Regions from separate parts of the Mus musculus genome. Here regions 1, 3 and 4 are each linked to region 2. Evidence: chromatin contacts called from public promoter capture Hi-C and targeted proximity ligation data. All regions are on one chromosome and are shown on one strand. The core of a region is the stretch at or near the end of the contact, and the rest is flanking DNA. Distances in the headings are between cores, read along the strand shown. Region 1 holds the start of Stx3 (syntaxin 3). Region 2 holds the start of Vps37c (vacuolar protein sorting 37C). Region 3 holds the start of Tmem179b (transmembrane protein 179B). Region 4 holds the start of Ahnak (AHNAK nucleoprotein (desmoyokin)).

Region 1 (6,224 bases), core at 1,978-4,477, 1.1 Mb before region 2:
TGAACAGAGTGGAGCAGAGAGGGAGAGCTGGCCAAGTGGTGGGATATAGTGCCAGGATTAGTGGGTTAGAGACAGTCCCAGCTGAAAGGCCTAAGCTTTAAAATATTAAAAAGCCTCTGTGTCTTTATTTATTTTGCTGGCGGGTCCAAGCTATAGATTGCTTTGAGTTTTTCTCCATTTATGTTGGTGTTAGCTATGGTTTTGCTGTAAACTGTCTTTATTATGCTTAGATGTGTTCCTTGTATCCCTAATCTCTCTAGAAGTTTTATCATGAAGAGGTGTTAAATTTTAGTTTATTTGTAAGGTGGATTATAGTTACTGATTTTTGTATATTGAACCATCGCTGTATCTCTGGGATGAAGCCGACTTAATTATGGTGAATGATTTCTTTTGATGTGTTCTTGGATTCAGTTTGCAAGTATTTTATTGAGAATTTTTGCATCTATGTTTATAAAGAAATTGGAATGCAATTCTCTTTCTTTGTATGTCTTTATTGGTAACGGTGGCCTCAATGAACTGGGCAATGTTTCTGTTTCTATTTTGTGGAATGATTTGAAGAGGAGTGGCTTAACTATTTTTTCAAAGTGTGGTAGGATTCTGTACTCAAACCATTTGGCCTTGGGCATTTTTTGGTTTAGAGACTTTAATTACTGCTTCATTTTCACGAGGGTAATAGCTTTGTTTTAGTTGCTCATCTGATCTTGATTTGAGTTTGGTGAGTGGCATCTATTGAGGAAATTAATCATTTCTTTTACATTTTCCAATTTGGTGGAGTGCATTTCCTCAGTGTCTGTTGTTATGTCCCCCTTTTCATGTCAAATTTTGTTTATTTGAATACTCTCTGCCTTTTTTTTTAAATTTGGATAAGAGTTTATCAATCTTATTGATTTTTTTTCAAAGAACCAACTTTTGTTTCATTGATTCTCTGTATTGTATTGTATTTGTTTCAGCCCCGAGTTCGATTATTTATTAACATGTACCCCCTTTGGGTGTAATTTCTTTTCTTTTCTTTTTTCTTTCTTTCTCTTTCTTTCTCTCTTTTTTTGTTCTAGAGTTTTTAGATGTGCTGCTACGTAATTAGTTTGAGATGTCTCCAATTTCTTTTAAGTATATGTACTTAGTGCTATGTGTTGGGTAGATTCCCTCAATTCTAAGAATAGAATGAATATTCTAAGGGTGGTGGAATTCAAGACATCCAATTTTAGAAACACCTTAGGTTTGTCCCTCCTCCCCGCCCCCTGCCATTCATTGTTTTTTGAGACAATGTCTTTCACTGGCCTGGCGCTCACAGCTAGGTAGATCTGGCTGGTAAATCTCAGGGATCCACTGTTTCTACTTTCCCAGTTCTGGAATTACCAGTATGTGCCACTGTGTTTGATTATTATTATTATTATCATTATTATTATTATTATTATTATTATAAGTTCTGGGAATTGAACTCCGGTCCTCATATTTGTGGAGGAAGCACTTTACTGACTGAGCTATCTCTTAAGCTCTGACTTATGTTTTTTTTTTTTTTTTTAAGTGTCTGGATTAAGGCAAGAAGTAATAGGGAAGAAAACTTGTTCTGTATAATAACTTTTTAACAGAGCTGGTACCATTCAGTCATGGAAGGTACTACCTTGGGAGTATACAGAAAAACTGAGCAAATTAAAATGACCAGTGACCACTAACAAAAAGCTGTTCCATGCTATGTATCCTATGGTGGCCTTATCTAATGCACCTTTCTGATTCTATAATAGTCTGTGACTTTCATTGTATCACAGCTATTGTCCAGCTATGTAAATTAGATATCGGTAGTAAGCAGAGTGCTTCTATTCATGGAGATTATAAGGACTTAGTGTACAGGAGAAGCACGGTTTCTTCTCCCATCCCCAGAGCTAGTTTTGCATCAAGTAACCTATTCATGCCAGCCTTCCTGCTGTTTGTCTGTGGATCTGAATGAGTTTAACCTCTTACTGGTTGCTTCACTAATAAGCTAAAACATTAAAATATATTCATTTTATATTTGCATGAGAGTCACAATTTTTTCCCTGTTGAAATCAATTATATCCTTTAAAATAATTTGCTGGGACTTAAAAAAATTTTTTTTTTACTTGTATGAATGTTTTTGCCTGCATTATGTCTGTATACCACATGTGTGTAACCTCTGCAGAGCCCAGAAGAGGGCGTTGCATCCCCTGGAACTGTGTGTCACCATGTGGATGCTGGGAATTGAACCCAGGTCCTCCAGTCAGTGTTCTTTACTGCAGGGCCGTTTTTTGCAGCCTAAAATCAATCGCGTCTTAACTGGAATCCTTTGTTCTTGCTTCAAAATGAATCCATCCTCCTTCCTCACTTCTGTCCAGATTTCAGACGTCCACACTTCGAGAGTTTTTCACTGTAACCCCTCTTACTGGAGAGGTTGAAACAGGAGAATGGCAAGTTCAAAGCTTGCCTGGGCAATTCAGGGAGATTCTGTCTGAAAGGAGAAAACCTAAGGGCTGATGCTAGAGAATGAGCTCGGTGGCGGAAGGTTTTCCAAGTGTTTGCTGGGCTGGGGTGGGGGTGTTCAAGCCCTAGCTGTAGGGTTACGACCACCAGGGGGCGTGGAAACTTTCGCAGTCCTCGCTGGGCCAGCGTCAGGACAGGAGCCGGAGGTCAGATAGAGGATTAGAGTTGATTACCGCATAGTTGGCTCTAACAGCTCAAGCCCTGCCTTACTTGACTACCTTTATGGCAGCGGAGGAAGTCAGTAGGAGCGTGCACATCGCAGAGGGTAAAGTCCGGTTATAATTAGAAAGTATCTATGGCCTTTAAGATTGAACACAAAGTCGAGGATACTTCTCGAACTTGAGACCAAGTCTTCACTAGCGCCAATTGTTGACCACTACTCTGGTCGATACGCCATTTGTTATCCCCAAATCAAATACGGAGGGGAAGGGAATAGGGGCACCGTTGAAGAGGAAGGGCAGTGAGAAGAACCACACTTTTCTAAAAATTCTTCAAATCCCAGGGCTCTTGACAGCAAGGAGGAGAGAGGTGGGCTTAAGTTTTCCAAATCAAACAAACGTCTTTATCCTACAACTCTGCCCGGTAGTTAAAAGTCAGTTGCTTCTTTTCTCGTACAGGCTAAGCAGAAAATTGCTAAGCAGCCTCTGATTTATATAGCTATGGAAACGGACTCTCCTAGATTCCCTCAAGTTATTCAAATTGTTAGTAAAAGGTGACTGGACCGCCTACACGACTTCGAGAGGCCCCACAACCACTAGCATCATAATCCCCAAATTCCTCGCCGCAGCCCGATCCAGGGCATCTCATCTGCAGTTACGCCCTACGGGAACAAGTCTCTGAGCCCGAACCGCACAGATTTTATACCCAACAGGTCCCTTCTTTAAGGCGGAATATCTCTTGAGCATCATCGGAACGTTTTCCCTCATCAAAGGGAGCAGGAACCAGCTTGTCTTCAACCTGAGGAGTCCGCAGAGGGCCGAACAATAAGAACAGTGCGGAAAATACGGAATCGAAGCCAGACAGACCACCCCCGCCTTTTTTTTTTTTTTTTTTTGTTTCTGCCTTTCGAGGGGCATGGGAAGGTGTGCCCGGAATGCTTCCGGCGCTGGAGCGCGCTGGCCCTTTAAGCAGGAGCTCGGGGAGCGGCCCAGGTATGGGGCGGGCCCAGGGGCGGGCGAGCCCTGAGCCGGCGCGGTCTCGTAGCCGGATTTGGAGCGCGGCGCCGGCGGGGGCCGGAGGGGGCGGCGCGGCGGACCTCGGTGGCCTCGGACGCTCCTCCTCGAGAGCGGCCGCCGCCCGCCTCCGCCCGCTCTAGCAGCTCTCTCGCCCCGGCCGGCAGCCGCCGCCGCTCCAGGCCGCTCACTTGGGACGCGCTCACCTGAGACAAGGCGCCCGCCGCCCTCACCTGGGCCAGGATGAAGGACCGGCTGGAGCAGCTGAAGGCCGTGAGTCCGCGGCGCTTGGGGGATCAGGCGGGCCCCGGGCTGCGGGGATCGGTCATCAGGATAAGTGGCGTGGGAGAGGGGCTTCTCCTAGTTCCCCTAACCCAGGCCGCAGGGGTGCTCTGCGCGCTAGGCCTCCCTCCGCCCAAGCCCCCGCCTCATCCCGCGGAGCTTTGCACCCTCCCCTCCCCTGCAGGGTCATGTGCTCGGTGATTCATCACCTAGCTGCGATTTCCCTGGACGCCCGTAACCCTCTTACCCCTTCTCCCCCAAAGCTGGACAGGGTTCCTCCAGAGCTGGACCCACTCGGGGACTTGAAATCAGCGGGGCTAATGGAGAAGTCAGGGGGCTCACCTCACCAGCTGTCTTCTGCCGCCTGGCACTGTGCCCCAAACCGGCCTCCTCTCCTTTCTATTTCCCTCCCGGAGCACCGGGCAGGGCTACTCCATCCCCGGAGTAGTTGAGAGTTCCGGGTGACTTCCGGAGCGGTGAGCCTGTTAGGTGCTGAGATGGCACCCCTCTTCCCATTCAGTGGTCTGTAATTATTTTGTCTTGTACCCCCGGAGACAGCTGTGGTCGTCTGCCGCACAAAAGCTGAAAAGCTTAGGTCACTTACTCTTTTGAGCCTATTTCCTTGTCGGTCAAGGGAGAATCTTCCTTCCTTATAGGTCTGTTATGAAGGTTGAATGACATAATGGGATTGATATAGGGAAGTGCTGAAGCATCAATTTTTGGAGGTATAGATTCATTTAGTAAGTTACTGAGCACATTCTATGGAGCAGGGCGAGTGTGAAACTTTAGGAACCCACCCGGTGATACAGGCTGCCACTTAATGGGATATAACAGTGCAGCCCTGGAAACTCACAGTGGAGTCTGCCTCCTAGCTAGCCTAGAAGCGCGCATCAGCTCAGATCTCAGACTAGACCTGGTGAAGGTCTCACCGAGTCTTCCCAGGTGATTAATGAGCTCCTTACAGTAGGGAAGTATTAGTCTGCATTAGCACTGGGGCTTTGCCCTGGCCCTACTGCTTACTGGTTACCCTTTAAACTCCAAGCTTAAGTTTTGTTATCTGTAAAATGAGTAGGTATGCAAGCTAAAAGCAAGTGAGCTGCAGGAGAGCCCTTTGTATGGCGCCTAGGACTTATGCTAATAACTTAATGTTTTTTTTTTTTTTGGCTTTTTTTGTTTTGAAATAGAAATGTTGGTGTTGTAATTGTTTTACTTTCTCCTCCCTTGCAGGGATGAGATCTTCCTCACCCTGTTTGCATGCTCTGGGTCCTGGGCTGTAGAATAGGTTTGGGAGATGGAGAAATGAGAGAAGGAAGAGACAGTTGCTTATTGTGGGAGCCAGCCTCTGCCCCAAAGTTGCTTTTTCACATTTGAGCCTCAGGGCATCCTGGTTAACTGAGGGGCAAACTTTACTTGGTGCTCTTTTGTAGTTGGGATAACCTGGATGGCAGGGATGCCCCTTGTCAAAAAGAGTTCAGAGCTGAACAGCAGTCAGAGGCCGCTCCCTTTACTTAGTCAGGGAATCTATTTTGAGACTAAGATACTCCCTGGCTCTTTTCAGTAGTTGGTTGTCAACAAAGTAATCTTAAGTGAGCTTTGAGTTCCAAGAACAAGGCATTTTTCTAGGGAACCGGAACACGTTCCTTTGCCTCTCAGCCCTGCAGGGTTAGCCTCTGTAAATCAGGGCTAATGCAAGTGAGGTGCTAGCTGGTGCTATATTTATGGTAGTGTTCTAAAACCACAGGGAGGTCGCTGTCCTTTTGGAGCAGTGCGATGCAGAGAGGATGGGGTTGAAGTTCAAAGGCTTCTCTAATTGAGGCCCTGACACTTAGTAGCCGGGATCCTTTTGCAACTTCACCTCTGTGCTGCTGCTGCCTCAGCCACTGCTTCTTCTTGATTATTCTTACTTATTTATTGACAATTTCATTCACGGATACAATGTATCTTGATAACTGACCCAAATCCTCCCTCCTCTATCCTCAGATAACCTCCCGTACATCTAACAGTCTTGTACCTTCATGTCTTCTCTTTCCTTTTCTCTTTAAAAATTTTACATAATCAATTGAGTCCAGTAAAGGATGCCTGCATGCAAATCAGTATGGGGCTGTCTACCAGAGCATGGGTGGCCTGCCAAGGGGACACACTCCAGAAGGAAGAAAAATGATTCCCCCTTTCCCTAGAAGCCGGCGACTGCCAATGGCTCCTCACTTAGGGGTGGAGGGAGCCTCATGAGCCCTCAATCTGTGATGGAATGTCACGTGGCTAGATTTTGTGCCGGCA
Region 2 (6,152 bases), core at 3,469-5,968:
TAGATGGGCTGACCAATGAACTTCAGAGTCTCCTGTCTCCATCTTACACAACATAGGCCTATGCCACTATGCCCAGCCTTCACATGGGCTCTGGGGACCCTAGCATGGTCCTCATGCTTGCAGTGGGAGGCACCCTACTGACTGAGCCACTACTGACGCTTTCTCCTCTTTCTAACATCACCCAGCAAGTACACTAGAGTTATACTGGGATTTCAATTTGCATTTCCCTGATGACTAATGATATACACATATTTTTAGGGACTTTTGGTCATTCATATATTCTTTGAAGAAATATTGCTCAAGTACTTTGTCCACTTTCTAATTGTCAGCTTTTGTCACTGCGTTGCAGTGTTCCTTGGCAGTCTTGGTCAACTACACTAACCCTAACTTCAAACACAAGACTTGTGAGCATGGTGGGAGACTCCTTTAATCCCAGCATCAAAGAGGCAGAGGCAAAGGCAGACAGATCTCTATGAGTTCAAGGACAGCCTGATCTACATAGTGAGTTCCAGAATGGCCAGGGCTATGTAGAGACCCTGTCTCAAAAAAGAAAAATAAAATTTTATTTTATAAGAGATCTTTACTAGAAGTGTCATTTAACTTTTTCCCTTTAAATTACAGATGATGTCAGGCGTAAGTAGAATTTGATTGCCAACCATTAGACCCTCCTTCCCAGCACTCCCATATGCAGTTACCCAGAGTGGTACTTGAACAACTTGCCCTAGGCTGGGCAAGGGCAGAGGAGGTGGAAACTGCTGCTGTCAATCTTCCCTGACTCCCAGACTGAGGAGGGTTGTTAGGAACACTGTGGCCTCCATTCCTCAAGTTTTACCAGAGACAGCCAACTTAAGCAACGCCCATTTTTGTGAAAATTGCATAAGCCGCCAATCAAGTCGCCAGTTCTACAATTCTGTAAATTGACAATCAAGCTGTTTTCAGAGCTTCAATCTCCCAGAAGAAACCCAAGCCAGCCACTCCCCAAGGACTTTGCTCTGGCCAGAGGGAACCATCCGACTGTCAAGGCCACTACCCCAACAAAGGCTTTACTTGGGGGAATTTGGTTTCTTGAAGCCACATCAGCACAGGGATGCCCTTCAGATAGCCAAGACCATGGCTACTACCCTAGACTTCATCACAAGGGACCTCATAGCAGCAAATCCTCAACCCAGTCAGGGAGGAGCTCTGCTCCAACCTGTGACAGCTAGTGCAGCTAGTGAGCGTGTAGGACTGACTGGCCAGCTAAGAAAGGTGTGCTCTCCCTCTCTAGCAGCAGTCTGGGAAACCTCCTCGCTCCCTGTACTGTCCCCTGAATGCTGCAGCACAGCCCCAAGAAAGCTTCCTTGCCCAAGAGTAGAGGGAGCTGAGCAGACTTCGTGAAAAACAGGTAACTCCCAGGGCCGCCAGCTTTCAACCAGATTCTTACAACCAGAAACAGAGACTGAGTGCAAAGATGAAGGACTGGGAAAGTGCTGGGAAGGTGACAGACATGGAGAACAGACTGCAGAAGGTGAAGAGCTGTAAAGAGCAAGAACAGGAACTACAAAAGGCAAGAGACCAGGGAGCTGGAGCTGTGGGAGAGCTGCTAGTTAGTTGCTGCTGCTGAGAGATAATACTGAGAGCTGAGGGTCCCTCCCTACACCCTGAGCAAGAGCTGTAACACAAGGCATTGGGCGCTAAGCCACTTACCTAAAGGTATAATATTAAGAATGAAGGGTGCAGCTGACACAAAGGGAGCTAGTTAAACTTGCCTCATTCTCAAACTCCATCTGAAGAGAGAAAAAGAACCCTCGGCTTCAACAGACTGGTGACAGGTGCAACTGCCCTCCTTGATGACAAGAGAAAGTCGTCAGTAAGGACACAGAAAACAAGCGGCCAGCACTCCCTACAGACTGGACTTGACCACTGAAATTTATAGAACACTCCACACAACCGCAGGACACACTTTTTTCCTGAAGTTTCCCTAAAACATTCGCCAAGACACACAGCATCCTGGGATACAACACAAGTCATGGCAAATTTAAAACAGTTTAAATTAAGGCCTGGCTCAGGTGGTAGAGTGCTTATTCAGCACATGGGAAGCCCTGGGTGTGATCCCAGGCAGTAGGTCAGGTGTGGTGGGACACTCCTGATCAGCCACCTCAAGCTCCCGCCACCACCGCCCCTTACCAGAAGGGTCTTGTGCCCTGGAACTATGAACCGACATACCCCCCTTCACCTTTTGATGGATTGTGTCCAGGTATTTCTACCACAGCAACAAGAAAAGTACCTGGCACATTAAGTCCTCTGTTCACAAAGATATTAAATGCAAAGTTGTTGTTTATGGGGCAGAAAAATAAAGTGACAATCCTAGCCTGCTCCTTCAGCCGCTTGTGAACCTGGGGAGGAGATACTGTGCTGTGGGAGTTAAAATATTCACAGGTCTTCAATGAAGAGGCCTACCTAGCTGAAGTTACCTTGAAGTTCACAGTGGAGACTCCCTTCTATAGCCCATCCTAAGCCCCAGGGCCTCACCTGTCAACTCCAGCTCAATCAAGGCAAACCTGTTTGATATCTAAGGTCTTCCAGACAGTCAGGGAAAGCAGGTATAAAGAGGAGAGAATGGAGGGAGGGATTTGTGGAACATGCTGCCAAAGCCTGCACAACAACCTAAAGGCTGTGGCCATTACTGAAACCTGCGTCACAGGGCAAGCTGGGTAGGGACAGATCAGAACCTTTCAGGAACTCCAGATCCCAAGAGGAAACTTCTAACACAACCCACCCCCCCCAGCCCCACCCCCACCACCCACAACAGCAATCCAACTGCTCTAATACAGGTCCTCAATGACCTCATTGGTCAGACTGGAAAAACCCCACTACTGCGAGCCAAAGTGTCCAGGAATGAGTCATATGTCTATTTATCTCAAAGTCCTGTTAATGGCACACTAGCACATGTCAAAGCAATAAGCAAAAGGCAACAAGAATCTTGAGTGACCACCTCAAGCTCCAGTGGCCCAGCAAATCTACAAATATGCATTAAGACCGGAATCACCCAGTCAGTGTATGTGTTAAAAACAAACTCCTGGGGCGCCAGCCAGCTAACATCACAAGACTCTCCAGAGATGGGGGCTCTGCATTTTCAACCAGAATGACCGCAGATAATTCTTAAGCTCCAACATATTAGGGCAACTGAGGCGTCTGGAAGGCAGTATTAGAGTTAAAGACTCATTTGCTTTGTTAAAAAAAAAAAATCTAACAGCCACTCATTGGTTGATAGTAGCCAATTCTGTAAACGGGTCACCAGTCACTCAGAGGTGTTCTCTATATCCAGTAACCAGTGTAAAACACCCCCAAAACAGTACCCAGCAAGGACAGCCACACAAGCAATCAGAACTACTGCTTGGCAAAACAGCAACAGAAAACAGCCCCACTGAAGCACTCCATCATGTTTTCTACTTAATGGAAATTACAAAGGCACTGGGCCAGATTTCCAAGACAATCTTACGAAAAAGGCTTTTTTTTTTTTCTGGGCACTATGACTGCCAAGAACAAAGACTCATTTCAGAGTCCACCATTTCACCCAGCAGCCCTCAGTTCCACAATCCCCAGATCAGGGCCCTCCCTGGGCCCCAAGCAAAGAAGAGTCTTTCCCTTCTAAGTCCCTCTATCACCACCATTTCTAGCTGCAGGACTGACAGTCACTGAATGTGGAGTGGCACGCTATTGGTAGAGACACCTGGAAAATATGCAGGGAGCGATGAAGGAGCCCTGGTATCCGTGAAGTTTCTTGGCTCAAGGTGGCTAGCCCAAATCTGATTGACAAGGTATAGGCTGGACTCAAGAAATGTGACCCTGATGATAGTCCACTCTACCAGTAACTCAAACACATCTCTGGGAATGTCTTGGCCCACCAAAAAAAAGTGAAAGAACACCCCTAAACGGCTGTGAGGGGAGAAACAAAGCAGAACCAGGCACATGCTGGGACCATACACCTGGAAGGCCCAGAAGTAAGGATGGCTCAGCCATGCTGGACAGTTCAAGTCGGGGTCCAGAAGAAAGGGGAAGAACCCTTACCTATTGCTAACCTGGGGAATGATACAGGCCAGCAAGACAAAGGCCAGAGTCCCTCTAACTCCACTATATCGCAGGGGCAAGTCAGAATACACACAGGCCTCAGTTTCCCAATCCGTACAAGGGGCAAAGAGGCTCTTAATGACACAAAGGCCACAAGGTACTCCTACAGAGGGTGAAGGGTTGCGTGGCGTTAGCGGATAGGTGGGAGGGGGCGGGGCTGAGGCGACCGGCGAGGACAGCCTCCCACCGTCCATCCCTCCCACCCCACTGCAGGGGCGCAGGCCCGCGGGGAGTCACGCGCCCATCGCGCCCAATCGCCGGCTTCGGCCAGGAAACCCATCTCTGAGTTCGCCGGCAACGCCCCCGGCACGGTAGGCCGCTGCCCGCCGCCGCCCGAGACCTTCCCCAGCGGCGCTCACCTACCGGGGCCGCCGCTACCGCGGGCAATCAGCCGCTGCCCGCACTTCCGGGATCCACGAGCCCCGCCTCTACCGGATGTGACTTACTCCCGCGTCCAGCTGAGAACGAGCCGCACTGCCCCTCCGCCGCGCCCCGAGTGTCCTGCCTTGTAGGCCTAGGGGTGGCCACGATACCTGCACTCAGACGCTGGTGGCTTCAGGCGCCACACCCGCGGAAGGCCACTCGGCCCCGCCCGCGCGGGGGAAGGCACCACCCCTAGCCCCGCCCCCGCCGTAGGACTCCGCCCATTGCGAGTACGCCTGCGCAGACTTGCAGGCGTCCCTTCGTTTGCTCTGAATATCCTGAGACAAGCGTGGAACTTCCAAAGGGAGGCTCCAGATGGGCTCTTATTGCACCACGGTATCCCCGGCCTGCTGCGCACACTCCTTTTTATAGTTTGGCCTCAGGACTAGAATGGCTGCGGTCCTGAGTCCCCTTCAGACACTGCTAACAGCTCTGAGCTTTCCTAAAAAATCACCCTTTGTCAGGACCGTAGATTGCTCTTACTCGTCTGTAGATGAGTGTGTAAGCGTCAGACTTGATCCATCCTCACTCGCCCAGAGTGACAAGCCTCAGGAAGGGATGGAAACAAACCAGCCCTGAGAGGTGAACGCCATTCCACTTTGGCTGCAGTGGTTAGATTAGCTTCCAGCCTAAGAAAACCCTGCCACCCTTTGTTATACATTAGAACTTTTGTTGCTAGTGGCAGAGACCAGCACAAATTGGCCTCTTCAAAATGGTAATTGCTGGGTCATACAACGAGAAGTCCAAAGGCCCTAAGTGATACCAGGCTCAGTGTCAGAGGCCTCCACCTTCACTTGACTCTGACTTCTGTCCACCCAAAATGGATCTCACCTCAAAGAGAAGGAGAGAGCCAAGAAAGAGTGACCATGACATGGGACACAGGTTCAGGTTGCCTTAAATAACATGTTCCAATGTAAAAGTGCTTTTGTGAAGTCTGTACAGTAACAGAATAAGGCTACCCCAAGGCATTTTACAAATACATTGCTGGGACCATCAGGCCAGTGGGTAATGAGAAATTAGGGAAAATCTCTGTTTGGGTCTGAGGTGCTATTTGATTACATTTTAGCTTTGGGGTCTGCTGAGTTAGTGCATCCCAAAAGGTTTACCCGATAATCACATTGATATGAGGTAAGGCACAGAAGTGAGCAACATTTATTAAGGAGAATAACAATAATTATCAGTTAATTGGACCCTGTAACATCCCAGCTTTCCACAATCAAGAAGTTCTAATCAGTCAACAGAGTTGCAATTTTATTTATTTATTTATTTATTTATTTTTGAGGGGGGACTTCCATCTTGTAAGTTTCTCTTTTGGGTCATCGAATTTCATCAAGATCTCCCACTTTTTCTATTTCATATTCTAGATCTAAAATGATCATCATTGTCCCCATTGGTCAGAACTCCCTCCCCTTTACTACCTCATGGGGTCCCTGGGTACTCAGGTCTCAAGTCCCCTGTGCTGTCCTAGAACTCTCAAAGTAGTCAAGAGTAAGCTCTCACCTCTACCTGGCAAGTGCACAGTGTTATGCTGTGCTGGAGACACAACCCAGGCCCTGCACACACACACTCTCCCCTACCTCTAGCACAGCTACTACAAAAGGAATCAGGACAGACGACAG
Region 3 (6,189 bases), core at 3,211-5,710, 1.9 Mb after region 2:
GGTTGCCCTCCAGGACCTCCAGACAAACTCCAAGATTGCAGCACTCCTGCCTTACTTTGTTTATGTGGTCAGTGGGGTAAGTGATCAGTTCTCTAGCGATCTCTATGACCCTTCTCTGTTTAGGGCTCATAGCAGATTCTTCGCAAGCTCCTGTCTCTCCATGCCACCACAAGCCATCCTCTCCTACCAACAGGTAAAATCTGTAAGCCACGACCTGGAACAACTGCACCGACTACTGCAGGTGGCAAGGAGCCTGATACGGAACCCACACCTGTGCTTGGGACCCTATGTCCGATCCTTGGTGGGCAGCGTGCTTTACTGTGTCTTGGAGCCACTGGCCGCCTCCATCAACCCTTTGAATGACCACTGGACTCTGCGAGATGGGGCTGCCCTTCTACTCAGTCACATATTCTGGTAGCCACTGGGTTCAGGCTGAGCAGAGGGTGGGATAGCCTACAGAGTTGATTGGGTTGTGGTAGGGAGCTGTAGGAAGCCTTTGGCTTTTAAATTAAATGTTACATGTGGAACTTTTCCTTAGCCCCCTAGCTGACATGTCATGGTACAGTTATAAAGATAGCAAGATATTAGTCTTTTGTCCCTTGGATCCTGGGCCAGTCACATCTGGCAGCCTGTCTCAGAGATGTCTACAAATGTCCAACTCTTTATGTGTGGTACTTCATTCTCCTTCCTGACTGTTGCTTCCACAGGACGCATGGAGACCTTGTAAGTGGCCTGTATCAGCAGATTCTGCTGTCCCTGCAGAAGGTCCTGACAGACCCTGTTCGGCCTCTCTGTTCTCACTATGGGGCAGTGGTGGGGCTGCATGCTCTAGGCTGGAAGGTGAGGACTCTGGCTTTCTCTCAGACCTTTGAGAGTGGCTGTGTTACAAAGCTATCATTCACGTGTATTTTATTGTAAAAGTGGTGTGTGTTTGATTCTGCCATGTTGAGACCTTGCTTTAGGCCCTGTTTATTGTATACCTTCCTTGACTATGTGTAAATGTTTTCCCTTCAGAACATTTTCTTTTTTAAAATCCCTGCCCATTTCATAACACTATGTTAGGAAATACCCTCAGTTTCTTCGTTCCTCTCCTTTTCTCTTTGGGTTTTCATTTATTTGAGGCAGTGCTTGTTATATAACCCTTACCGGCCTTCATCAGTTTGTGATCCTCTTGCTTTATGCACCACACAGCATCAGTTTCTGTTGTGTATTTTATAGCAAATAGTAACTTAGCATCCATAGAGATCATCAGATGATTATGTGTCTTAATTCTGTTAATATGACTATGTCCACTGAGCCACTCTTTGAAACTTGGACTAATTCTATTTGTTTCATTTTGAAGAAAAAAAAAAAAAAAAATATATATATATATATATATATATGAAAAGGTTTTAGGGACATATCAAGTGATCTTGACTATGTCATGTTTCCATTTTTTTAAAAAAATGCTCACACTCTTTAGGGTGCTTTCATATTGTTCTAAGGAGAACCAACACACTTTATTTCTGCAGTGACGCTGCTATAGTGCTATAGTCTTTTTAGGGTTGCTCCTTGTTGGTATGCAGAAATATAGTTGGTATGTGTGTGTGTTTTAAGCTCAGGGACAATTTTAGTAGAGTTTAAAAGAAAACATCTTAGGGCTGGCAAGCTATAAATCTAAGAAGCTGCTCAGAGGTGGAAGTTGAAGGAAAGAAGAAAAAAAGCCATGCCATTTGAGCTAAACAGGCGAGGGATAGTCAGCCATAAGGTGGGGAGAGGTTTTAAAGAAGGAGTGAGAAAAAGCATCTAGAAATAAAAGAGACAAACCAAAATCATCCCCCCCCCGCCCCCCCCAAAAAACCAAACCAAAAGTGTTTTGCCTTACGACCTTAATCCCAGCAGAAGCAGGCAGATCTCTGAGTTTTGAGGCTGTCCTATCCTACAGAGTGAATTCCAGGATAGCCAGGGTTACACAGAGAAACTTTCCTTAGCCCCTAACTCCCTACCCTTCATTGTTGGGATTAAAGGCTTGAGCCACCATGCTTGGTTTTTTAAAAACAAAAACAAAAACAGGGACTTAAAAGTGAAGCCCAGGCTGGCCTCAAACTTGGACTCAAGCTCCTGAATGCTAGAGTTACAGGCTACCTCATTCTCAAAGTCTACCTCATTTACTGTTAAGATAGCTTTGCTTTGCTTTTTTCCACCAAGTGTACTTTATTGAATCTGCTGTGAACTGATCTGTGAAGGTAACATTTGCATGCATAGGGTAAAGGGTCAAGGCCTCAGCCTAAGGGGAGGGCCAGATGTGGATAGTGGAACACAGGGCAGCTAGAATCTAGAATGTGGCATTCTTTGTAAAAATGAAAGACTGCCACAGAGGTGGTAGAGGAAATAATGATAATAATGATAATAACCATAAGGATGCTGAAGATTCAGGCACTTGGCCTGGTCTCCAGTCATCTCGCCCACCATCTTCCTGTCCCTGGACTTCACAGAGTAGGCATAGGCAATGAAGCCCAGGCAGCAGCATTGAAGAGTGCATTGAACAGGGACCAGACCACATGGTCAGACACAGAACTGGGTGTGTTGATCACAGTGGTCCTCACAACAGCTGAGTTGTTGAGGAGTTCCCCGAGTTCAGTCACCTTTTTTGATTGTCTCATAGCTTGGAGGAAGCCCGGCATGTATTGACTCTGGAACAATCATCTGGAGGATGGCTGCTGCTAAGATAGCTTTTCTGAGTGTATAGTAATATCTATAAATTCTAGCAGGATGTTCTGATGTCTTCCATAAAATATAATCCCTATTTCTTTCAGCATTTTCCCCAGGAGTTTGGTCAGCATTGTCAAATGTTTATGCTCTGGATGAGTGATCCAAGTCTACCTTATATGTCAAAGCCCATCTCTAATGTCATTGTCTTTGTTAAGCATGTTTTGCCCCCAGATGATTACACCATTTAAAACTTTACAAAGTCATGTGTAGTAGTACACTGCCTGTATAATCCCAGTTTGGGAAATGAAAGAAAGGGAATTCTCATGAATTCAAGGCCCAGTCTGGGCTCCCAGTATTGTTTTTATGTGTGTGGTCTAAACTCAGCTCTCATTTCTCTAACAAGTACACCACTTCCTTACTGATTGTATTTACTAGCAGTCTGCAAACAATTTCTGTGTCTTAATGATTTAATTATGCCTAAATAGCTCAGAGTAAATGCCAGTAATGGGGCTTTTTAATATTGCATGTATTTGTATGTTTTGATCCCTTATGCTTACCAAAAGCTTATGCATACAATAGATCCCAGAGACGTGGGATATGTCAATAAGGAAATAGAGGACTGAGCCCTGTCAAAAATTGAGTGGATCTTTTGTGGGAAAGGGCACTGAAGAGGGCATTTGGAACAAGGTTGCTTGACTGCAGTCCTTTGCATTCCAGGCAGTGGAGCGAGTCCTCTACCCACATCTGCCCACTTACTGGACAAACTTGCAGGCTGTGCTGGATGACTATTCCGTATCTAATGCCCAGGTCAAAGCGGACGGGCACAAAGTGTATGGAGCCATTCTGGTGAGTTAGCAGTCCCACCTTCTCTTTCCTGCAGGAGCTTAGCAGATTTACTTTGCCATGGCTCTTGGGCCCAGGTTCCTCTTAGCTCTCTGTTTACAGGTGGCCGTAGAACGACTATTGAAGATGAAAGCTCAGGCAGCAGAGCCCAACCGCGGTGGCCTTGGCGGGAGAGGGTACCGTCCTGCGGAGGACCTGCCTTGGGACAGCCTTCTCCTACAAGAATCTCCCCCCGGGGGCAGCTCCGAAACAGGTTTTGGGTCTGGTCTCCCGCCACCATCAGGGGTTGCGGGACCAGAGGACCCTTCTTCCTTGACCCTGGCAGACATCTACCGTGAGCTATACTCCTTCTTTGGTGACAGCTTGGCCACTCGCTTTGGCACTGGCCAGCCTGCTCCCACGGCCCCGCGACCACCCGGAGACAAGAAGGAGCCTGCGGCTGCCCCGGATTCGGTGCGGAAAATGCCGCAGCTGACTGCCAGCGCCGTGGTCAGCCCTCAGGGTGACGAAAGCCCGTGCGGTGGGACTCTCGCCACCGCCACCGCCGCCTCGGAGAGCAGGCCGCTACCGCGCGTACACCGGGCGCGGGGTGCTCCTCGTCAGCAGGGCCCCGGCGCGGGAACGCGAGACGTCTTCCAGAAGAGCCGCTTCGCGCCCCGTGGCGCCCCACACTTCCGGTTTATAATCGCAGGGCGTCAGGCCGGGCGGCGCTGCCGCGGGCGCCTCTTTCAAACTGCCTTTCCTGCCCCATATGGGCCCAGCCCCGCGTCCCGCTACGTGCAGAAGCTGCCCATGATCGGCCGTACCGGCCGCCCGGCCCGCCGCTGGGCGCTCTCCGACTACTCGCTGTACCTGCCGCTGTGAGGTTGCGGCGCCTCGGAGAATAAAGCCACACCCGGAAGTGACGTGTCTATGCTCGTGGGCGGGGCTTGGGTGGTTGTCTTCCTGGTAGCCTGGGCGCCATGGCGCTGCCCTGGTTGCAGCGAGTTGAGCTCTTGCTCTTCACTGCCGCCTTCCTGTGCGGGGCTTTGGCGGCCGCGACGCTGACCCGGACCCAGGTGCGGCTGCGGGGGCGGGCTGGCCTTGGGGTCCAGCAGGCTTGCGTAGGGGGTTGGACAGGGTGACTACACTGGACCTGGGGTTAGAACGTTCCAAAGTTGTTTCCTCTCCAGAGGAACTGGACAAGCTTCCAGTCGAGCTTCATAAGCTACTAGGGTTTTGAGACACACAGGCCGTCTCTGCATCCACCCAGTAATAGGAACATTTGTGGAAAAAAAAAAAAAACAGTGTAGCAGAGAAATCGTGATTGTTAACAAAGTATGTGAAGTGAGGAAACATACAACTGTGTACATTTGAGTCTTGCCTACTGCTGGGTAGTTTTGGTGATAGAATACTTTGAATCACTATAGGAGTCTAAAACACCTACTTTTACAGATTAGTAGAGTTTATTGTTAAGGGACACACAAAGTCAGCGTTTACTTAGAACTCCTACTCACAGAGAAGGGCAAACTTGTGATTTCCCTTAGGTTCCTTATATTTATAGCCTTTTGAATTCGGATCCTTCTGGGCCCTGAGATTTTGTTCCCAGCAGATCCATCAGTCTCCCCGTTCATCTCAACTTGTGAACTAGTCCTTACATATGACAGAAACCTACATCTCGGGTACTGAACTGAAATGGACTTAACAGCTTCTCTCCACAGGGCTCCTTTGGTGGTAACTGTCCCTTGTATGGTGTGGCTGCACTCAATGGCTCCTCTCTGGCCTTGTTAGGTCCCTCAGCCCCTTCCCTCTGCTACTTCGTGGCTGGGGCTTCAGGCATCTTGGCACTCTACTGCCTTCTGCTTCTCTTCTTCTGGGTCTACAGCAGCTGCATCGAAGACTCCCACAGGTGATTGCCCTACTGATGACAAAGGGCCGAGGTTGAGATGAGTCCCACCTCGGCCACCAAGCTTGTTTTCTCTTTCTCAGAGGTTCTATAGGGCTCCGAATTGCTTTGGCCATCTCAGCTACAGCCATCTTCCTGATCTTAGTGTCTGCCTGTATACTTCGATTTGGCACCAATTCTTTCTGCAATTCCATCATCTCCTTGAACCTTACAATTAGGTAACGGGAGAGGGAGGGAAGCCTGACAGGGACTGTCCTTCTGTAGGGGACATGTCAGTCATTTAAGTTCCTACTTTATCCCCTTCCTCTGGCCCTTATCTCTGAGGACACAGATGTGCTTAGAGCATGTCCGTCTCCTCCCCGCCCCTTCTCACAACTTGTTTCTTTAACCTTGTTTCACAGCTGCTCTGAAGCCCAGAAAACCTCATGGACACCTTCAGGAACTGCTGTGCAGTTTTACTCCAACCTACATACTGCTGAAGTGAGACACAGGGATACGCTAAGATTAAGCAACTGTAGCTTAAGCGTGTTCACCATGTAATATGTGCTTGGCTGTACTTCATTCACAAGCTCAAAGTAGCTATGGGGCTTGTCACCTTAGTCTGATCAATGTTGTGTGGGTAGGACTGGATTGGAGCCGGCTTCCCACCTCATACTCCTGTTCTCTTTCACAGACCTCTTCTTGGGTGAATCTGATATTGTGGTGTCTGGCTTTGCTGCTCCAGGCCATGCAGTGCAAGTTTAAAGCCACATCATACCAGCCCCAAGAGA
Region 4 (6,325 bases), core at 228-2,727, 1.7 Mb after region 2:
TCCCCGGGTCACCCCAAGAGTCTTCAGTGCTCATCGCCATGTACAGCTAGCCCTGATGTCAACCCAACGCCACCAAGGTTCTGCGTCCCCCAAATCTGCCTCGGCACTGAAAGGGGCTCCAGCCAGAGGAGGCCCAGGCTCCCGCACACTGCACATCCCCTCCCTGCATGGGAAAGCCTTACATAACACAGCTCTCTGCACACACCCTAAGCATGTTGCCTTTCCAACCCCACAGTAGGATCTTGCCCCCCGCCCTCTCCGCTGGCGCGCACTGCAAAAGTGAAGGGTTCCAAAGGAGAGCAGGGAAGTCCTTCACCTACGCCCTGCGCTCCGGCCCCCACCGCCTACACACGGCCTCTTTCCCCCTCCGCTTTGCCCCTCACCCCCACCCCCACCCCCGAATTCTGGTTTGAATTAGTCACCGGCTCCAACCACTACATTCCTCAGGCTGCTGGAATCCAGCCAGGCGCTGGGGCGGGGGCCATCCCGCCCGGACGAGTTTGGGAGTGGGGTGGGGTGGGGAGAAAGCACCGCCCCTAGAAGGAGCAAGGGAGGTTCTGGGGACTGTGTCGATTGCACAGCCCCCTCCCCGCCCACCCAGCGCAGGAATCTCCCTAATTATGTCCCCCACCCCCCCTCCCACTCCCACCCATCCCACAGGGAGGCACGCTGCAAACTTCCAGGCTCCGACGCCCTGGAGAAAGAAGGGAGTTTTCTGGATCTGGAAACACAGAGGGGCAAGACTAGGGCGGGGCAGTTGAAGGGGAGCTGTTAAAGTCGCCGCTAGGAGCCAGAAAGGGAGAGGCTGGTGGTACAGAGCAGGGTGGGGCCGAGGGGAATCCGGACGCGAAGTTCGAGATGGAGGTGTGGGGAGCCGCGAAAGACAGCAGAGGGGGCACGCGGTGCAGGGGCGCGGGAGGGGCGATGGGGCTCTTGGAAACTTCTCCAGTAAACATGGTATAGGAACCAAGTAGCGCTCTGAGCCGCCGCCCCAAAGAGATGGAATCGGTCAGGGACCACCAGATCAGGAACGCCCTGCACTGCAGTTGGAACGACAATACATCCGCGGGAAAAAACTAAAAGCGCAGCAAAGCACACTTCGAAGCGATTTTCTAACTTAGTTAAACTTGGCCCCAACTCCGGAGAAAGAGCTTTACTCCCGAAGCGTGACGCGTCGCCTGCCCCGGCGGCCGCAAGCGGCCAGGTTTGCTCCCAACAGTCGGAACCCTCGTAGTGACACTACCGCAAATGCACCTTGTCCGAGTCCCTCTCTCCCCTGGTCGCCCGAACCCTGGCCCCACACCTTACCGCCCAGCGCTCCGCTTCCCTACCTGCGGGCTCAGCCCCAGGACGCAGCCATAGCCGGCGAAGGGCCCGAGGTCGCAGTGCTGACTGCTGGCGACGGCGAGCCCCAGTCGGGGCGGGTCTGGCAGGGCGGACAGTGCAGTCCCCGCGGCAGAGCTGCTCCAAGTGGCCGGGCCCCCGTGCGCGGAGGCGGCTCTTGTAACTCGGGCGGGTCTGCCCGGAGCTGTGGGGAGAGGGCGGGGCCGGGCGGGGCCCGAATAGGGCAAGGACCCGAGAGCACGACTAACACTGAAGCCACCCTGGAATGGGCCGGTGAAGGGAGAAGGTTGAGGGGGCTCAGGGACGAGGAGGCGTCGCCTTTTCCCCTCCCCTATCCCATCTATTGCTCCTGTCCCGGCTCTGGATCTTCCCACCCCATTTTAAACAGTGTGTGTGTGTTCACCGGCAAGAAATTCCTGGAAGCACGCAGGGGCACAGATTCACAGTCGGAATCCAGAGTCAACCTAGTCTGCAGAAGAGCCAAGAAGCTCAGATGATTCAACCTCGACCTCCAGCCTCCACACAGACCTTTGAGCTTTCTCTCAAGCTCAGATACATTAATCCCAGGCCCCAGCCTCCTCTCCCAGTTCCCAGGCTTCTTGCAGCCTCGCCCCGTTCCTCGCCTTCAGGCTCTCTCCTCTTCTACAAAACACACTGACTCTAAGACTTAGATCCGACCCCTAGGAATGGAGTCACCTATGCACCACACCACGGTGCTGTTCTTCATTGCAGCGACACCAGTCAGGCCTGCAGCTGTTGGACGCACCATGGAACAACTCACTCTCTCCTGTAAACTCTGTCCCCCATGCCTTTTGGGTATTTTATTTGGGGGAGGGAGCACAGACTGTGTAGCCCGGCCATCACAGAACTGGCTAGAACTGACAGCCTTACAGATTCCCCTGCCTCTGCCACCCTGGGACTAAAGGCATGAACCACTATGCCCCAGTAAGCTTGAGGAACCCAAGATCCAGCACTTTCTTTGCATTCCCAGGCCTTCTGCGCCTCTCACAGCTCCTCCCCCATATTTCCATTTGCAAGTTGCTCCGCTCCCCAATTTACAGCCATTTCCCACAGCCACTTCTAACTCTATGTGGATTTTATTAAATGCTTAATGATGGGGTTGCAGAGATGTTCTGGCTGCATCCCCCCTCCGCACCTCCCTTTTTCTCCTTCCCTATTGAGTTCTACCCTCTCTGGCAGGTGGCTACCCAGCTGCCCACTCCAGTTTCCCTTCCTTCCCAAATGCCCCAAGAGGCCTCAAGCTGGAGAACTGAGACCTTGGCCTGAGGCAGGAGCACCTTCGCTCCAAGATCATGAGTGGGCTGGGGCTGAGACCAGCCCTGCCCTGTCCTCTGAAATGGCAAACATGTTTGCAGGCTAAAAATATCAGCCAAGTCTGCTGCCAGCCCTGGGGGCTGTGTCCAGGTCCAGTTACCACACAGGGTACAGGCGATGGGGGGAGGGAGACAACAGAAGGGAGTGACAGAGAACAGACACAGATGTAATGGACACACCAGGGTGGAGAGAAATGTAGGTAGAAATTCAGACAGGCATGGACATGTAAAGACAGGCAAAGCAGAGACTTGGCTACTAACATTCCTCTCTCTCTCTCTCTCTCTCTCTCTCTCTCTTTCTCTGCCCCTCCTCAAACCCACTAGACATCACAAACACACTGTCAATTGGCTTAACAGCCCCCCCCCTCCAAATCTACTCCCTTCCCAGCACACTCCCTACGGTGAACTCAGTAAGTTCCAGGCCACCCAGAGATACCAAGTGAGGATCAGGCCAAAACACATTTCAAAAAATAAAACTCAAGAGCCAGTCATGTTTTTTTTTTCCTTTTACTTAGTGTGCATGATCATGTGGAGGCCATGGGACTTGTGAGGGTCTCTTCTCTCTTTCCACTGGGATCAAAGAGGTCATGAGGTTTGGTGGCAACTACCTGAACAAGTCATCCCCTAGCCCACAGTCCTGATTTACTGAACCAGGGTCTTACAGTGTAACCCAGGCTGTTCTGGAATTCACGATATAGGTTTGGTTGTCCTCAAATGACAACAATTCTGCCTTAGCCTCTCAAATGCTGAGATTACAAGTCTTCACCATATCAAGACATTTTATTTCACGGGGCATGGTGGCGCACGCCTTTAATCTCAGAACTGGGGAGGCAGAGGCAGGCAGATTTCTGAGTTCAAGGCCAGCCTGGTCTACAGAGTGAGTTCCAGGACAGCCAGGACTATACAGAGAAACCATCTCGAAAAAAAAAAAAAAAAAAAGAGGACATTTTATTTTATTCATTTTAGATGGGTACTCATACACTTATTGAGCCAGAAATGGTGATACATACCTTTAATCTCAGCACTCAAGAGGCAATGATTGGCAAACTTTGAATTTGAGGCCAGCCTGGGCTACATAGTAAGACCCTGTCTACACATAAATAGCGTTTATTTCACCTCTTAAATATAGACCAAGAATAAAATGAAGTACTCTGCAATCCTACTAGCTAGGTAATCCCTGTTGACATTAAATCAATGCCTCCGTAATGGGTCAGGGCATTTGGTAGGTGTTTTGTATGAGTAATAGGAATTTCTCTTATGTGAAAAATGAACACTGTACAATTGAGCTTCATCCCGGTCCTTGAAATTTAAGCACTATAGAGAGGCAGAACCATAAAAAGCAAACTTCTGCCTAGTGTGGTTATCACTCTGAGGCTGTCTGACCGAGACACCTAGGAGTCAGGGTCATCTGTGACCTTGGCTACATAAGAGTTTAAAGTAAGCCTGGACTACATAATGCCTTGTCTCAAAAAAATGTAAATTTCTCCCTTTTTCTCTACCCACTCTCCCCCCAAAAGTCACCAGTTAATCAATTACCAACAGAGTAGGTGGCAGAGGCAAGAGGCTCTCTAAGTTTGAGGACAGCCTGGTCTACAGAGTGAGTCCGGGACAGCTGATGCTAACACAGAGAAACTTTGTGTGTGGGGTGTGGGAACTTTGTGCATGGGGTGGGGGATGGGGTCTTCATTTTATTTTTTGAAAGAACAAGTTTCCTGATGCATGTTCAAGTGGAAATTGATTTATTCCTAGGCTTTCAGGAAGGTGACTATGATGTGATGCAAGCCCAAAGACACAGGGTATCTGCAAGGTGCATTCCAGGCAGGAGTGTTAGAGGAAGGAGGCTGGCACAGGAGAGTAAGAAGGAAATGAAGAGATGCGGGCACCAGGCACCTCAACTTTGCCGCACTCTGCATCTCCAAGAGGGACAGCTTCCTGGGCTCTGAGCCAATTGTATCTGCCCCAGTGTTTGTTCTGGCCACCCTCTTGGTCAACAGGGAAGAAGGCAGGAGGACATGGCTGGCTTTTGGAGCTACAGAACAGGGATTTCTGTCCAGACGCTTCATTCAGGGTTAAGGATGTCAAGATTGCCTGGTCAGGGCATGGTCTGGGAACTGGCTCCTGTCCAAGTCTAGGCTAAGAGAACAGAGAAAGGATAACGTCCATCCTTAAAATCCTTGAAGATCATGATCGTGCAATTGGAACCAGACATGAAGTTTCCTAATCAGCCCAGAGGAAGGGGTTGTTTTCAAGTTTTCAGACAGGTGTGATGCTGGTTCCATGACTGCGAATCTAAGTGCTCAATGGAGTGAGGCAGGAGGATCACCAAGTTCCAGGCCAGCCTAGATTATATAGTTCTAAGCCAGCCTGTGCTACAAAGTGAGACCTTTGCTTCAGAGAATCACACATAACAATTTTTTCAGTGTTCTAAGTGGAAATTCTAGTCCATCCCCATCCCACGCCACCCCTCCTTATCTCACCCCTACCATGATGCCCACTGTATGTGATTCTGCAGCAGATTTTCACAGGTTAGCTCACTTAGTTCTCACATACCCTGAGAAGGAGGTCCTCGATAAGGAAACAGCCTCAGAGGGGTTGCTGATTTACCTTAAGTCACACAGCTGGCAAAGGAAAGATTCTCACTCACATCTACACTCCTTAAAGGGATTTCCCTCTGCATGTGCTCTAGGTGGGTGGGTGGGAGGCACTGGCAGGCATTCAGCAATCGCTCAAAACCAAGAGTTATTTATTGTAATGCTAGGGTTCAAAGCCAGGGTCTCATCCATGCTAGGCAAACACTCCACCACTAAGATAGATTCCCCAGCCCTCAGTGGCATGTTAATTTACTGAATGCTTTCTTAATATAACTGGATCCAAAAACCCTTGCTCCTTATACAAATGTCTTGCCTCTCTCGAGAGCCTTCTCTAGACTGTCAGCCCCTAGGGAACAATTCCTCTACTTACAGATCTTTGTTGCAGCTGCACAAACATTATTATCCATCCAACACTGGGCCCAAGGACTTGTCAGTAGGTAACAGGGAACTCAGCAGGATGGAATCCCTGCCCTTCAGGTACTTAGCCCAGAAGGAATGGCTCAGAACCCTTTACCTTGTCTTCTCAGTTCCTTGCCAGAAAATGTTCCTGTTCAGAAAATGCAAAGCTGTCTGTTTTCTGCTACCCCACACCCACTACCAGATGCAGGAGCAAGCGTCTCTCTCAAACGCACACACTTTAGAATGGCCTGGGTTCAGGTCAGCTGTAGGAGGGGCACTGCATCACCCTTCGGAGGTGCCCCACACCAGTCATCCCGATTCACAAAGCAAGCTACATGAGCTCCAGGACTCATCACTGGGATAACCCAGCTTCCAGGAATGACGCTCCTACCCTGGGGGGGATTCCCTGAAATGAAGGAGTCATGAGTATGTGTGTGATGAACCTTAGGCTCCTAGGTTGCCAAGCAACACGGTTATGTTTTGTTCCTATTATGCCTGTTTCCATAGTAACCACAAAGGGGAGCTCTGTGGATGGGCCGCCTGCCAGGGGATTCCCCTTCCCCTCCCTTCTTGCCACAGTCCCTTTTTCTGAAACCAGTACATTAAAGAAAAAAAAAAAAAAACCCAACAGCTTTTTAAGTGTGATCCTAGAAAGGA

What was found. Promoter capture Hi-C pulls out the DNA fragments that hold promoters and counts their contacts. Capture Hi-C pulls out chosen DNA fragments and counts their contacts.
Region 1: a contact with region 2 is called in a targeted proximity ligation map of extraembryonic endoderm stem cells. A contact is called at or near these places in 4 of 39 promoter capture datasets (embryonic stem cells, hippocampal neurons and liver), 1 of 484 Hi-C or Micro-C datasets (embryonic stem cells), 1 of 130 datasets of targeted methods (extraembryonic endoderm stem cells) and 1 of 9 other capture datasets (embryonic stem cells).
Region 3: a contact with region 2 is called in a promoter capture Hi-C map of liver, with 2.8 times the contacts expected there. A contact is called at or near these places in 2 of 39 promoter capture datasets (the 3T3-L1 cell line and HPC-7-derived erythroid cells), 2 of 130 datasets of targeted methods (embryonic forebrain and pancreatic cancer cells) and 1 of 9 other capture datasets (liver).
Region 4: a contact with region 2 is called in a promoter capture Hi-C map of liver, with 2.1 times the contacts expected there. A contact is called at or near these places in 2 of 39 promoter capture datasets (embryonic stem cells and liver).

The regions. Positions count from the first base shown.
Region 1 is chr19:11,816,406-11,822,629 of GRCm38.p6, reverse strand. Stx3 (syntaxin 3) reads left to right here and starts at 3,227. Exons shown (of 11, transcript NM_152220.2): 1 at 3,227-3,938. The coding sequence starts at 3,909. It overlaps Gm41810 (a long non-coding RNA gene), which reads right to left. Exons shown (of 2, transcript XR_003952942.1): 1 at 4,290-6,224; 2 at 353-3,977.
Region 2 is chr19:10,687,301-10,693,452 of GRCm38.p6, reverse strand. Vps37c (vacuolar protein sorting 37C) reads right to left here and starts at 4,718. Exons shown (of 5, transcript NM_181403.3): 1 at 4,474-4,718.
Region 3 is chr19:8,772,738-8,778,926 of GRCm38.p6, reverse strand. Tmem179b (transmembrane protein 179B) reads left to right here and starts at 4,460. Exons shown (of 5, transcript NM_026325.3): 1 at 4,460-4,592; 2 at 5,235-5,422; 3 at 5,503-5,637; 4 at 5,821-5,899; 5 at 6,093-6,189. The coding sequence starts at 4,497. Taf6l (TATA-box binding protein associated factor 6 like) reads left to right here. Exons shown (of 12, transcript NM_146092.2): 8 at 2-76; 9 at 194-414; 10 at 708-840; 11 at 3,409-3,537; 12 at 3,637-4,573. The coding sequence ends at 4,398. It also overlaps the pseudogene Gm2518.
Region 4 is chr19:8,984,436-8,990,760 of GRCm38.p6, reverse strand. It overlaps Ahnak (AHNAK nucleoprotein (desmoyokin)), which reads right to left and starts at 1,477. Exons shown (of 5, transcript NM_009643.2): 1 at 1,332-1,477.